Regions from separate parts of the Zea mays genome. Here region 2 is linked to region 1. A link is a contact called in public Hi-C data. All regions are on one chromosome and are shown on one strand. Each heading gives the region's core, a stretch centred on a gene start, on an enhancer-like site or on the middle of the called end of the contact. The rest is flanking DNA. Distances are from core to core; before and after follow the strand shown. Region 1 holds the start of LOC103627479 (SAUR11-auxin-responsive SAUR family member). Region 2 holds the start of LOC100272719.

What was found. Hi-C and Micro-C count contacts between places; a contact is called where the count stands out from the background.
Region 2: a Hi-C map of leaf shows a contact between it and region 1, with 5 times the contacts expected there. The contact joins the promoter of LOC100272719 here to the promoter of LOC103627479 in region 1. A contact is called at or near these places in 4 of 25 Hi-C or Micro-C datasets (ear, endosperm, leaf and 1 more).

Annotation. Positions count from the first base shown.
Region 1 is chr5:193,684,598-193,688,056 of Zm-B73-REFERENCE-NAM-5.0, forward strand. It overlaps LOC103627479 (SAUR11-auxin-responsive SAUR family member), which reads left to right and starts at 1,329. Exons shown (of 1, transcript XM_008647776.3): 1 at 1,329-2,724. The coding sequence starts at 1,736. The coding sequence ends at 2,332.
Region 2 is chr5:193,850,975-193,853,985 of Zm-B73-REFERENCE-NAM-5.0, forward strand. LOC100272719 reads left to right here and starts at 1,562. Exons shown (of 4, transcript NM_001147172.1): 1 at 1,562-1,675; 2 at 1,819-1,934.

The DNA of each region.
Region 1 (3,459 bases), core at 79-2,578:
GGGGGCATATATTTGGAACCAAATTGAGCCTTGCGGACGGTCCGGCCCTGAGGCCGGACGGTCCGCGGTCCGGACAGTCCCTGAGTTTTGTGCTACGGTTGTTAGCTAAAATCACGGGAAAAGCTCGGAAATTAGTTTGTAAAGGGTCCAGCCCCCCTCCTCTATAAATAGAGAGGTATACGGCCGATTTGTAACAATCAATCGAATCAATACAACTTCTATTTCGCATTTATTTCCTGTACAATTAGGAGTAGTTCTAGTTTAGCCTCTCGGTCCCCAAATTCTCCGCTTCTCTTCGACTCTACGTCGATTAGAGGAGTCTAGGTCAGCCTGCCTGAGCCTAGACAAATCCTCGGATCTCTCCTTCCCGACGGGGTCTCTCCCGGGAGCGAGATCCAGGCGTCGCCGACGATCCTCCGCCGCCCTTGCGCACGCGCGGACCGTCCGGCCCTAAGGCACGGACCGTCCGGTCGTCAGGCAGGGAACCCTAGCCCCTGCGCTAGGTTGCGGACCGTCCGGTCTTGTGCCGCGGACCGTCCGCGTCTGACTAGAGAGCACCGCCACGGTTCTTTTGAGTGATTGGCGCCTCCAAAAAGGTGTCAACAAAAACAAAGGACAGGACAGTCAGAGTCAGTCTCGACGAATGGAAGCCGAATCCGAGCTGACGAATCTTCCTGTCAGCCGTGGACGAAACGCGGCGGACACGGCCGCGATGTTGGGGTCTGATCTCCATGTCGATCAGTGGCGAAGTGGCAAGCACAAGCAGGGATCGGATGCCACACCACCGAGCGTCGTCCCCGGTGAGTGGCTTTCAGCCGGGCCGACCGGACCTGTTTGCGTTTTCGTCTCGCGTGATCCACGCTCGGTTTTGTGGGACGGTGTGCCACGCTTTTGTAGCTTTGTCCCCTGGTTGCGTCCCCGGGACTGGTAGTAAGTCGGTCGCCTCTTGTCCGTTTCGTCATTTCCTTGCAGCTTCACAACGTACGTAGTACGGTTCTTCCAGGAAGGACGTTTCAACAGGAAGCCGTAAAGTCAAGTAGTCCACTCAACTCAAGTGGGACCGGATCCGCGTCCTGCGCTTGCGCCATCTCAATATTTTCGATGGGACCAACGAATTTCACCCATTGGGAAATATATATTTCATTCAGGTTCGCAACTCGCCTGGTTTCTTAGCTAGCTACAGGTTGCACGTCTTTTCGTGTATATTCTACTAGGAGATTGTTCCAAATGGACGAGCCATATGTGGACTCTTCATATTTGGGGACATCCGACGTTTGTTTAGCATGCCTGAGAAATTTGGCAGGTGTTCATTGGACCACGTTAGCATTGATTTCTTCCACTTCTACTATCTATATGACGAGAGAAAAAGAGAGCCATGCATATGCCCGGGGCCCTGTCGACGAGAAAAAAAAATGATAAAGCTTAGCCAACCGAACAAGGTTGAGCCGTCCCACATAGTACGGTGCACCGTGTGTCACACCGTCCAACTCAAGCGAGCCTGATTGCCCGGCCATGTTCCACCCAAAACCGCGCTGGAATCTCGGCCAAAACGATCGAAATCCACCCCCTCGATCCCACACGCACAGCAGCCACAGCTCCTATAAGACAACCCGCGCTGTCGCGCTCCCTTGCCACCAGCCACTAGCTAGGACGTCGCTGCTTGCTTCCACGCCTCCTTACGGTTTATCCAAGCACAGCGAGAGACCTTTGCGCGTGTGCGCTCTCGTTCGGCGGCATGCTGACGAGGCGCCACGGAGGGTTCCGGCTCGGCCGGAAGCTGCTCAGCGTCTGGCGCTGGGCGCTCTGCCGCCGCCGGCGCCGCCGCGGCCGCGGGTACCTCCGCCTGCAGCCGTGCCAACGAGGAGGAGGCACCAACAAATCCCCGTCCCCCATGGCGGCGCATGCAGTGGTGAGCATCAAGATGATGCAGCAGCAGCAGCAGAAGCACGACGTCTCTGCTGGCTCCCCGCGGATGCTCACGTGGGGGCGGTCGCTGGCGCAGCGGGTGAGGCTCCTGCGCCGGCGCGGGGAAGGAGGACGGAAGGACCGGCTGCTGGAGGACGCCGCCGCGGAGGCCACCACGCCCAAGGGGCAGGTGGCCGTGTACGTGGGCGGCGGGGGCGAGTCGATGCGCTACGTGGTCCCCGTGGTGTACTTCAACCACCCGCTCTTCGGGGAGCTGCTGCGCGAGGCCGAGGAGGAGTTCGGCTTCCAGCACCCCGGCGGGATCACCATCCCGTGCGCGGCCTCGCGGTTCGAGCGCGCCGCCGCCGTGGCCGCCGCAGGCGGAGGCGGCGGCGCCGGGAAGAAGGTGCCTTCTGTCTGGTGGTAGCAGCACGTGGCCACCCGGTGGCCGGTGTACATACATACACACGTGCATGCCCATCAGGATCAGGCGGGCCTCAGCCGGTCAGCCGGCCCTCAGGACTCAGGAGGATCCCGATCGATTCCCATGGGCCATGGGGACTGACGATCCTTCTATATTTTTTTTTCTCTCTCCTTCTCGTTAGTTTGACTTTTCCTTTTTGCCCTCTTGCGCCGTTTGCTTGTGTGGATTGAGCATGTGCATGGGATGCGAGGAGGATGGATAGTTGTAGTTTGTTTGAGAGATGAACAAGGCTTTTTTTTTTAATTTAGGGTCAGCATAAACATGTTCCCATTCCCCCCCAACTTGCAAAGTCCATCATCATATATATCCATTTATTAGAGAGCATCTAATATGTACGTCAGGTGTGTTCTGATTCTCTTTGCAACTAACCCATCGATCCAGCTCTGACATAGTACTTAATTAGGTTGAAGTATAATATATTTTAGGGTGTGTTTGGTTGGGTGTACAATGAGGGATAGAATGAGACGGTAACAGTTTATATAGTGTTTTGATGAGAGTCACGTGGGGAAGAGGTAACCAAGTAATTTTTATATACACTATGCTAACAGAACACATGCATGCACGCGCACATCGGGATCAAACGGCTTTGGTAATGCTTCTGTCAGCTAAAACACAAACGAGATGTTTGGTTTGATGAATCACTCTATCCAAAATGAAGTGGTGCATCATGGTCCATTCCTCAAATTTGGTCGGATGACCCTATTCCATATATTAGTATTAAACACTTAACTATGAGGAATGAGATGGTGATGGATTAACTTACTCCATTCCACAAACCAAACAAAAAAAAGTGAGAAGTGAGAAGATGATGGACTACATCATTCCTCAAACCAAACACTCCAAAAGTTTCCTTCCAACTTCTATTGATGGACGGACTTAGCATCAGAAATATCTTAAGGAGATGATATATAAGTATGCTGGGAGCCGTTAGGACATGGGGAATGAAATGGCCCCCGGCCGCGACGATATTCTACACAGCAGTTGTCAGCTTGCGTATCATGCATTGAACAACTCCAAGAGGGCATGCAATGCAATGCAATGCAATCAAGCACGCCGGCTGGCTGGTGTCC
Region 2 (3,011 bases), core at 312-2,811, 170 kb after region 1:
TTTTCAGCCATGAATCTGTTGCGACTTGCGAGGTTCGTGGGGGGCCTCGAATGGTGACGATTGTGGGGGCGGGTGGAGATCACGCGCGGGTCCGTGGCGATGATGGGGAAGGGGCGTGCACGAAAGTTGTGCTTTATAATAGTAGAGATAGAGATATGACATTAACAGTCGCACGACAATCAACAACAATACATCACTAATAAATCTGGCAAGTAACACGAAAAAACATTGTTTAACCATAAAAAAGCAAAACACAAAGTGACACACGGACTGGTGCCCGAAACGGCCGGTGGCTGGTTGCCTAGGTTGAGTGAATGGATGCTTAAAAATATTGGAAGAGGTTGGGTTTGTTGTGGCGCTTATTACCTATTAGACCGCACACCTAATTTTATCGGGTGAATATTACCCATGGCTAAGCCGGTTCGGATGATTGCTTCCTAAATCCATATCCGCTTATCCAATGAGTGAGAATTTTGTTTCCTATTTATACCTATGGGGACAATTCTTGTCCCATACTCTAACCCTAAGGGATAGTTTGGGAGCGAGAAAATCAAAGGGAATTGAATGGGCTAGAATCTTCTTATTTAAAATTGAATAAAAAGATAATTTTAACCCCTCCAAGTTCTTTCAATTTTGTGGTTTCCAAACTAGCCCTACATGGAAAATTCTCGGTATCTACTCGATATCTCTACTCCACATCATGGTCGCCGTCGCCCACCGGTCACCGCCTGCACGCCAACACACGTAGCCTCTCTCCTTCCATCCTGCGCTCTTGGGCCCCACCTGTCTCCCGCGTCTCCACCGGTCAAACCGGCCACCCTCACCGCTCACAATCGGTGTGCACCTTCAACCGCTTTGGCCTACCTTATAAAAAAACTCGACCTACGGGTAAGACAACCTATAGAACAGACAAGAAGATTTTTTTTAATCACAGGTTGAAATTCGCTCCCACGGAGAATAAACTCAAGACTTGAGGAGTGATACTGGAGGACGTATCCTGTGCAATCACTCATTTTAGTGCAAGCGTGCAATCAAACTATCCAGAGCATCCAGTCTAGATCCAACGGTTTCATATGGAAGTGGTTAAATGTAAAATAGACACTAGGTTTCAGGTGGAAGGGGTTAAATGTAAAATAACAGTTACCATTAGATCTAGATCGGATGCACCAGATCGCTTGATTGCATGCTTGTACCAGGATAAGTGATTGCATAGGATATTTTCCCGTGATACTGAGACCATCTAACCGACTCGGACAAAGGACCTTTAGCTCTGGCTTACCTTATCAGTTCTCCCTTCTTGCCCACGCGAGAAAATTGGAATTATGCCATTATAAAACTTAGGATTCGCACAAATGCCATTATAGTAACACGCTTCGTTAATACGTCATTCTTAAACACTGGCTTACAGACAAAATACTATTTAGGGGTTATTTGAAAGATCAATATTTTTTACTATGCTGTTAGCAGTTGATCGGACAAAATCGCCATTCTCTTCTCTCCTTTTCTTATCCTCTGTCTCCTGAGCTCGCTCGTATAGTCGTATCTCCTCTCTGGACGAACAGAAAGGTTACCAGCAGCACCACGGCGAGATCTCCCCTTGGCGGGCCAAAACCGACGGCGAGCTTCACCGGCGTTGGTCGGCTCCCTTCTCTTCGCCGTTTTATTTTCCTCCCAGGTCGGTCTCCTCCACTATCCCCACAGAGGTTCCCCTTCTCCTTCCTTCGCTTTCTTTTTTTCCCCTGTCGCCGGCGGCGATAGGGTCCTGTTTTTCTTGCTTCGGCGGGCTGTAAATGCTTCCGGTCCTCTCCGGCGGTCCAGATCCGGCGGTGACCGTGCTCCTGTTCGTTCTTCTGGTCTTGATTCGATTGGGAGGGGAAGGGGTTCCTTCGGTCTTGGGAAATTCGAAGACATGCCTGCGCTCTACGCTTACGGAGGTGAGGAGGGAGAAAGACCTCTTCTTTGTTCTTATTTTCTTCGGAGCTTTGTTTTGATTTGAGATTTACGCTGGGAGGAAGTGATTACGTGTGCTCTTCCGTTCTGATTTTGATTGCTTCAATGGACAGATGGCGGGTGGCCGTGGTGGTCATGGCGGCGTGGTCGTCGTCGTCGTCCCGGCGCGCCCGCCGCCCTTGCACCACCGTCGCCGTGCAGACTGCGGAGAGCCTTGGTTTGTGGGGCGGGTAGGGGAGTCAGTGCTGCTGCTGACCTTTTTGGTTGGGGGTAAACCTGTCCGATCAACTGCTGACAGCACAGTAAAAGACGTTGATCTTTCAAATAAACCCTAAATGGCATTTTGTATAAGTCAGTGTTTGAGAATGGCGTATTGACAAAGCTTGTTCTCGTAATGGCATTTGAGCGAATCCTAATAAGTTTTATAATGGCAGAATTCCAATTTTCTCCGCCCACGCTGGTTCGTCTCGGACTCTCGGTTGGACTCCCCCAACTACCATTCGCTGTGAGTTTTTTTATTTCGGAAAAGAAGGAAGCACCGCGTGGTGGAGAGGAGATTTTGCTGGAACGGGACGCGATCTCGCCGTCCTCATCGGTCAAAGGCGGAGGGCATGGTTCTTAAGGCGGTAAGGCGAGATAAGGTGCCGGACCACCGCCTAGACGCCTAGGCGATGCCTAAGGCGAGCAAGGCGACGCCTTATCAACCCGAGAATCAGCAAAACAGCCTCATGGAGGAGGAAGAGAAAGAAAAAAGAAAAAGAAAAAAGGAGAAGGAAGGGGTAGGAGGCCCAGCCCACCAGCCAGCCCATATAATCCTTCCTCTGGCAACCCTAGGTTGCCTCTCTCCCCCACCATTCAGCTGCCGCTGCCCTCGATTGAGCCGCCGCCGCCTCAGATTCGCCGTCGCCGCCTCAGATTCGCCGCCGCCGCCGACGATTTGGACGCTGCCGCCAACGATTCAGCCTCCGCCGCCCTGGATTTGGCCTCCGCCGCTCTCGATTCGGCGTTGCCACCCCGAAACAGCGCCGCCCCTTTCCCTTTCCCTCTGCCCTATGCCCTCT